Regions from separate parts of the Danio rerio genome. Here region 2 is linked to region 1. The links are chromatin contacts, called in public HiCAR-type maps. All regions are on one chromosome and are shown on one strand. Each heading gives the region's core, a stretch centred on a gene start, on an enhancer-like site or on the middle of the called end of the contact. The rest is flanking DNA. Distances are from core to core; before and after follow the strand shown.

What was found. HiCAR-type assays count read pairs that join an accessible place to other places.
Region 2: a contact with region 1 is called in a HiCAR-type map of caudal fin, with 11 times the contacts expected there. The contact joins the promoter of ptenb here to the promoter of lipf in region 1. A contact is called at or near these places in 4 of 18 Hi-C or Micro-C datasets (caudal fin, embryo, hematopoietic stem cells and 1 more) and 2 of 4 datasets of contacts at active chromatin or transcription factors (caudal fin and pancreas).

The regions. Positions count from the first base shown.
Region 1 is chr12:18,796,280-18,798,957 of GRCz12tu, reverse strand. It overlaps lipf (lipase, gastric), which reads left to right and starts at 1,312. Exons shown (of 10, transcript NM_213404.1): 1 at 1,312-1,358. rnls (renalase, FAD-dependent amine oxidase) reads right to left here and starts at 776. Exons shown (of 7, transcript NM_001002607.1): 1 at 597-776. The coding sequence starts at 714.
Region 2 is chr12:19,019,801-19,022,478 of GRCz12tu, reverse strand. ptenb (phosphatase and tensin homolog B) reads left to right here and starts at 1,347. Exons shown (of 10, transcript NM_001423688.1): 1 at 1,347-2,048. The coding sequence starts at 1,970. It overlaps LOC141376785 (a long non-coding RNA gene), which reads right to left and starts at 1,119. Exons shown (of 3, transcript XR_012387943.1): 1 at 843-1,119; 2 at 511-726.

The sequences.
Region 1 (2,678 bases), core at 63-2,562:
CCGACAAGAAAATGAATGAATGAATGAATAAAAAGCCTTGTCTGAAAATGTTTAACATTTAAACCCTTGGACATTTAGATGAAAAAAGAATCATACTTAATTAAATAAAATTAGCTACATTCATTTTACAAAGTACCTCAACTACAAATACAATTATATTTTAAATAGGATTGATTGTCATCTTTAACCTACATATCCAAAGTTTTTTTTTTTTTTCTTAATTCACCAACCCCATTCAATCCACCGTGTTATTTGATGTGGGCGTGACCTGTCAAAGGGCAAAGTTTAAACTTCACGATCAGGTTTTTCATCATTGTACGTTGGTTGAAATACAGTGACGAACTGCCCAATTTGGGCTTTCATGCAAAAGTGCATATTACGAAAATATAGGGTATAATAAAATGTAGTTACGTCATATTTGCCCATTTTCTACTCATGTTTATAAGGTCACCAGCGTGGTTAACCTTAATGAATGAAAGTTGGCTGCATACAGCTGATCCAAAGATTAAAACTCACGAGACGTACACCACTCTATAAGTGTTTTAAATCAGCATATAAAAAAGCATTATGTGTGTCAAAATAGATAAGATGCTAACCTGCACCGCGAGATTTGTCCCACACGACTATATTAACTTTGTTTGGCAGTTCCCTCCTCAGCAGACAGGCACATAAACTACCTGTGAGTCCAGCCCCAACTATAAGAACTCGGGACATTTTTAGAAAATGTGAATAAACAACTGTTTGAGGTAGAAAAGCAAAGCGTTCGCGCTTGTCTGAAGATCTTACACGATTTATTGTACTGTCCCTTTAAGTATTATGAAAGCCTGAAGTGTTTTTTGTTGGCCAACCAAAGCATAACCCTTGGTTATTTCATATTTGAGTGATACATATGCAGAATAGCCAAGCATCAGATAATAAACATAATAAAGCGTTATGCCTGTTTTATATCTACATTAAAAATAACATCACCATCTTCATTTGTTAATAAGCAATACTTATAATAAATTCAAATTATTTTCAATCGTAGGGGACACAAGTAATCAATGAAGCAAAAGCACAGTTTATTTCATTTAATTTTATTAAAAGACGACCTTTTGCAGTAACTAGTAAAGACGTCAATTTGATAAATAATATGGATTGCTTTACTTCGCTTGCTTCCTTAAAATCGAAAAAGAAGCAGCCAAATGCATGAATCTTCTTCAGGAATCGAGGTTGATTGATTAAAGGCGTTTTTAAAACAGTGATCAAGCCATGATGTCACTGTCAGCTGATGCTAAAGCATTTTGATCGCCGTCAGTGTGGTCAGGACTCACGCTTCACACATTTTAGGTTGCTGAGAGCTTAACCAAAGTTGTTGGGTAAGTTAAGTGTTTTTCGTATTGCATGTGTAGGACCTTATTAACGAACGAGGTATCAGATAGTTGGTTTCGAACAGTTTAAAACGAATTGTTTGTGCTGTACAGAATGAAGTTGTATAGTGGTCAGTAATCAATACATTTGCCATGAACGACTTATGAAGTGCGCGAACTTACCATGTCACTTAATGTGATTTAACCGCGTTGTTTGCGCAGTGCGAATTCTCGTGCTTTCGTAACACATGTTGTTATTCTAAAAGTACCTGTCATTTAAACATGTACTAAATTCCCAAGGTTACTTAATGACTTATGAAGAATTTTTATCACATTTTAATTATCATGTATTCCATAAAAATTTGCATGGGTCTTTGCTGCTATTCCCTTATGTATTGTCTCACTATGTAAAAGTTACTCATATTCAGGAAATATTTCTTTGTTACACCCTAAAGATATACTGTGTGGGAAAATTTGTATTTCTTTTCACCAAAATAAGGCCGTATACGTTCCTTATTTCAATCACCCATAATTAGTAAACCCTACATAATTTCTTATTGGTCTGGGTTCATTAGAGATTTGATCTGGAAAAGGTATGGTCGTTGCCTAACAAATTCTTTAAGAGGAATAATTTCTAATAATTTTTTTAATTTCTAAAAACAAATTTAAAGAGGTCTCATTTAAAATCCTGCATAAATAATACCCTGTCAAACATTTTTTCCCCCCAAGTTTAGACAGAAAATAGATCAAAACTGTTTATTTTGTTTGTCACAGCCAAAAACTGCCGCATATGTTTTGGAATTGCCACTTCTCAAAGAAAATATGGTACGAGATGACCAATTTCATAAATTAAAAATTATTGCCAAGTTTTCATTTAGTATACCAACATGTTATTTTAGGGTTTTTGAAGTACAACAAAAAATAAAGAACGAAGCTTATGTTATTAATCTTTTGATAATATTTACAAAGTACCATATTTACAGATGCAAATTTATTAACCAAAAACCATTTTATCCTACTATACTAATTGAATTAAAACATTATACAAACAACATAAAGCAAAGCACTAATAAATAAGCCATCAAAACCGCTTTTTTACTGGAAACCTTTAAGATCTTGTAAATTCACAAGGCCCTTGTCTGTTAGTATGTGTACTTACACATTGTCTTATATATGTTTTGTTCTGTACACCCCTGCCATTTTTCATTTTTCGTTCCATCTTGCATTGTTCTAAAAGTCGTTCTTTAAGTAAAAAAAACTCATTTAAAACCATTCAGATGTGCTACTTGAATTACTTTTTCTTTGAGTGAACGCTGAGTTGTAAAATTA
Region 2 (2,678 bases), core at 98-2,597, 220 kb before region 1:
TTATTAAAAACAAGAAAGTTGATGCATTTAGATCTCCAAAGTAGGACCTGCTGTGCTGGCTAATGTTGGCCCATGGTAACCTTTGATTTGTCTCGCCAACCCATTTGAGAAGAAAGGGAGAATTGAGGAGGGTTCTGAGATTGTCATTTAAAATTAAATGTAACCCTTTGTTTGTTTGTTTATTTGTTTTATTGTTAAAGCCTAACTGAAATTGAATGTTTCAATTAAATGGTGTAAATTACTCAGATTTTGTTTAAATGTGCATACTGTCACCCGGCAATGCAGAGATTTTGGTGAGCAAATCAAATCAAAGGCAAATTGTGCTTGACTTCTGTATTCATATTCATTTAAGTTTTATTGCAATAATGTTTTCTTTTAAAAATGTATACTGCATTAGTTAATACAATTTAATGTAACATTTATTTTGTACACAAAGTAACAATTATTTGGAAATATTATGAAACAAATCACTCATGGCAACTTTAATGTAATGTAGTTTGGTATATTTACCATCGGCCACGGCTCTCAGTGATGTTTGGTTTTAGGCCCTTCTTACGAAAATGTTTAGGCACCACTGGTCTTGTAGCATACGAGCTTTATTCTAGAATATTCTGACAGATGGCGCTCTACAATAAGGATTTGCTGTCTGAAACGCAGCTAGAACTTTCCACCTCCGTTTCGTCCTTGGGGCAAAATCCACATCTGAGCAAACGTAACAGAACACGCCTATAACACAAATACATAATTAAATACAATTAGCATCACAGGTGGGCGCAATTAATTTCTATAATTTAATGTACAGGTATCTGGTAATATGATTGTGCCTCTGTGCAGTAACTTACTTTTCTGCTGGCGTAAGCATTTCAGTAATTTCCTGCAGGGTAGTCGAGGCACTGGTGAGAGGGGTACATAACTTACGTGCATTCTGATATTTTCTCCGTGTTCAGAAGTGGGACTAAAATAAACGTAGGTTGTACCTTTCAGTTATTGTGTGGCAAGCCAATTAGAGTTTGTTTCATAAAAGGAAACGACAATGTTGGAGCGGAACACCTACATAACTGACTTGAAATCTGATATAAAATATTGGAACTTGGCTCATTTCTGTAGACACGTGACCGTGGAACAAAACGTAGTCCGACTGTGTATTAGTGCGCTCGCAGTAACCCTAACATTAGATAGTTGATATATTACTTAATTTAACGCCATGTCAGCTCAACAAGAATGCTTTAAAATAAGTATATTTATATACTAGGATGCAAAAACATATTTGTTGTTGACATAAAATGAAATAGCCGTAGAACTATTTGCCAATGCGGATGAATATGTCGTCCGAACGTCATCTTTTTTCAATGGGAAGCCATGATGGAAGTTTGAGAGTGTAACAGGCAGTGGAGCAGTGGAGGATAAGGACAGAACCGGAGGTGTCTCTTACGCCACATTTAAATATCGAGTTTTTCATTTCTTGGTGGAGGCTGTCACATTTTGTTTCATGTGTTGGAACCTGGTCATCGCGGATTGTCGTAGAGTTTAATGGCTTTTATTTTCTAAGGATGTGTAGACGGGCTAGCGCGTTAGCCGTTGAGGCTAGACGGAGCGCGAGCTGAGTGCGAGCGGGGCTCTGACGACCGATCTTCAAGTGGAAGCACCGGAGAGGATTTTCTCTCCGCCTTTCCGCTCAATCACGGCGGCTTCGGTGCGACCAGAGACTTGTCGTGCACTAGAGATTCTGCAGTTCCAGACGTGGGAAGTTGCTTATCTTTTCACCCAGGGCTCGTCTGAGCCGAGGAGGGCATTTTGGAAGCCGGGCCTGTGGTGGTTTGGAGCGAGGCCCTTGATGAGTGAGCCACAGCAGACTCCATTCTAGCTAGCTGGGGGACTGCGAAACGAGCAGAGCATAAAGACGACCGACCGTCCGAAAGCAACAATACTCTCTCTCACACTAAAAACCCTAAAGACTCCTGTCACAGCCATGGCTGCGATCATAAAGGAATTTGTCAGTAGAAATAAAAGGAGATACCAAGAAGACGGGTTCGACTTGGACTTGACATGTATCCTCTTTGATCAATCAAATGTCCCTGTTCTGTCTATTGTGTTGAAACCAGTGTCGGCAATGAAGGTAACGGCTTGCATCTTGTTCCAAATCAAGAAATCTCTGACGTCCCGTCCGAATATAAAAAGCTATGAGCATTTATTTACATTTTTTGCTTTTCCCTTTTTATAGGAACTATTGACTGAGTCCCCGATTGTACATGATGTGATCTAGATCAGTTGGTTTCTGTTCCTGCATCAGCTCAACGCCGTTTAGATTAATGTCAGTTGTTAATTTATCCACGTTATCGAGCCGTCGTTTCATTTATACGGTTATTTTAGGCTTGTCTGCAAGTTACATGTGACGACTACAATATAAGCAACTCCAGTGAGGTCATAAAATGTCATTTTCCTCATTTTACGTAATCTGATCTATCGATTGACCGCTAATCTGCAATCTAACTCCCAAAATGTTTACATTTCAGATCAAGACAGTTTGGGGGTTAATAACAAAAGACGCGTCGCAGGTTTATATAATGCGATGGATTAGATGAAATGCACAAGCAGTGTCACACAAAGAGCATTGCATCAGCTGCTCGCAGAAAATAGATGCTTGCGCTCAACTTGTAGTTTTGATTGACCAAAAAAAA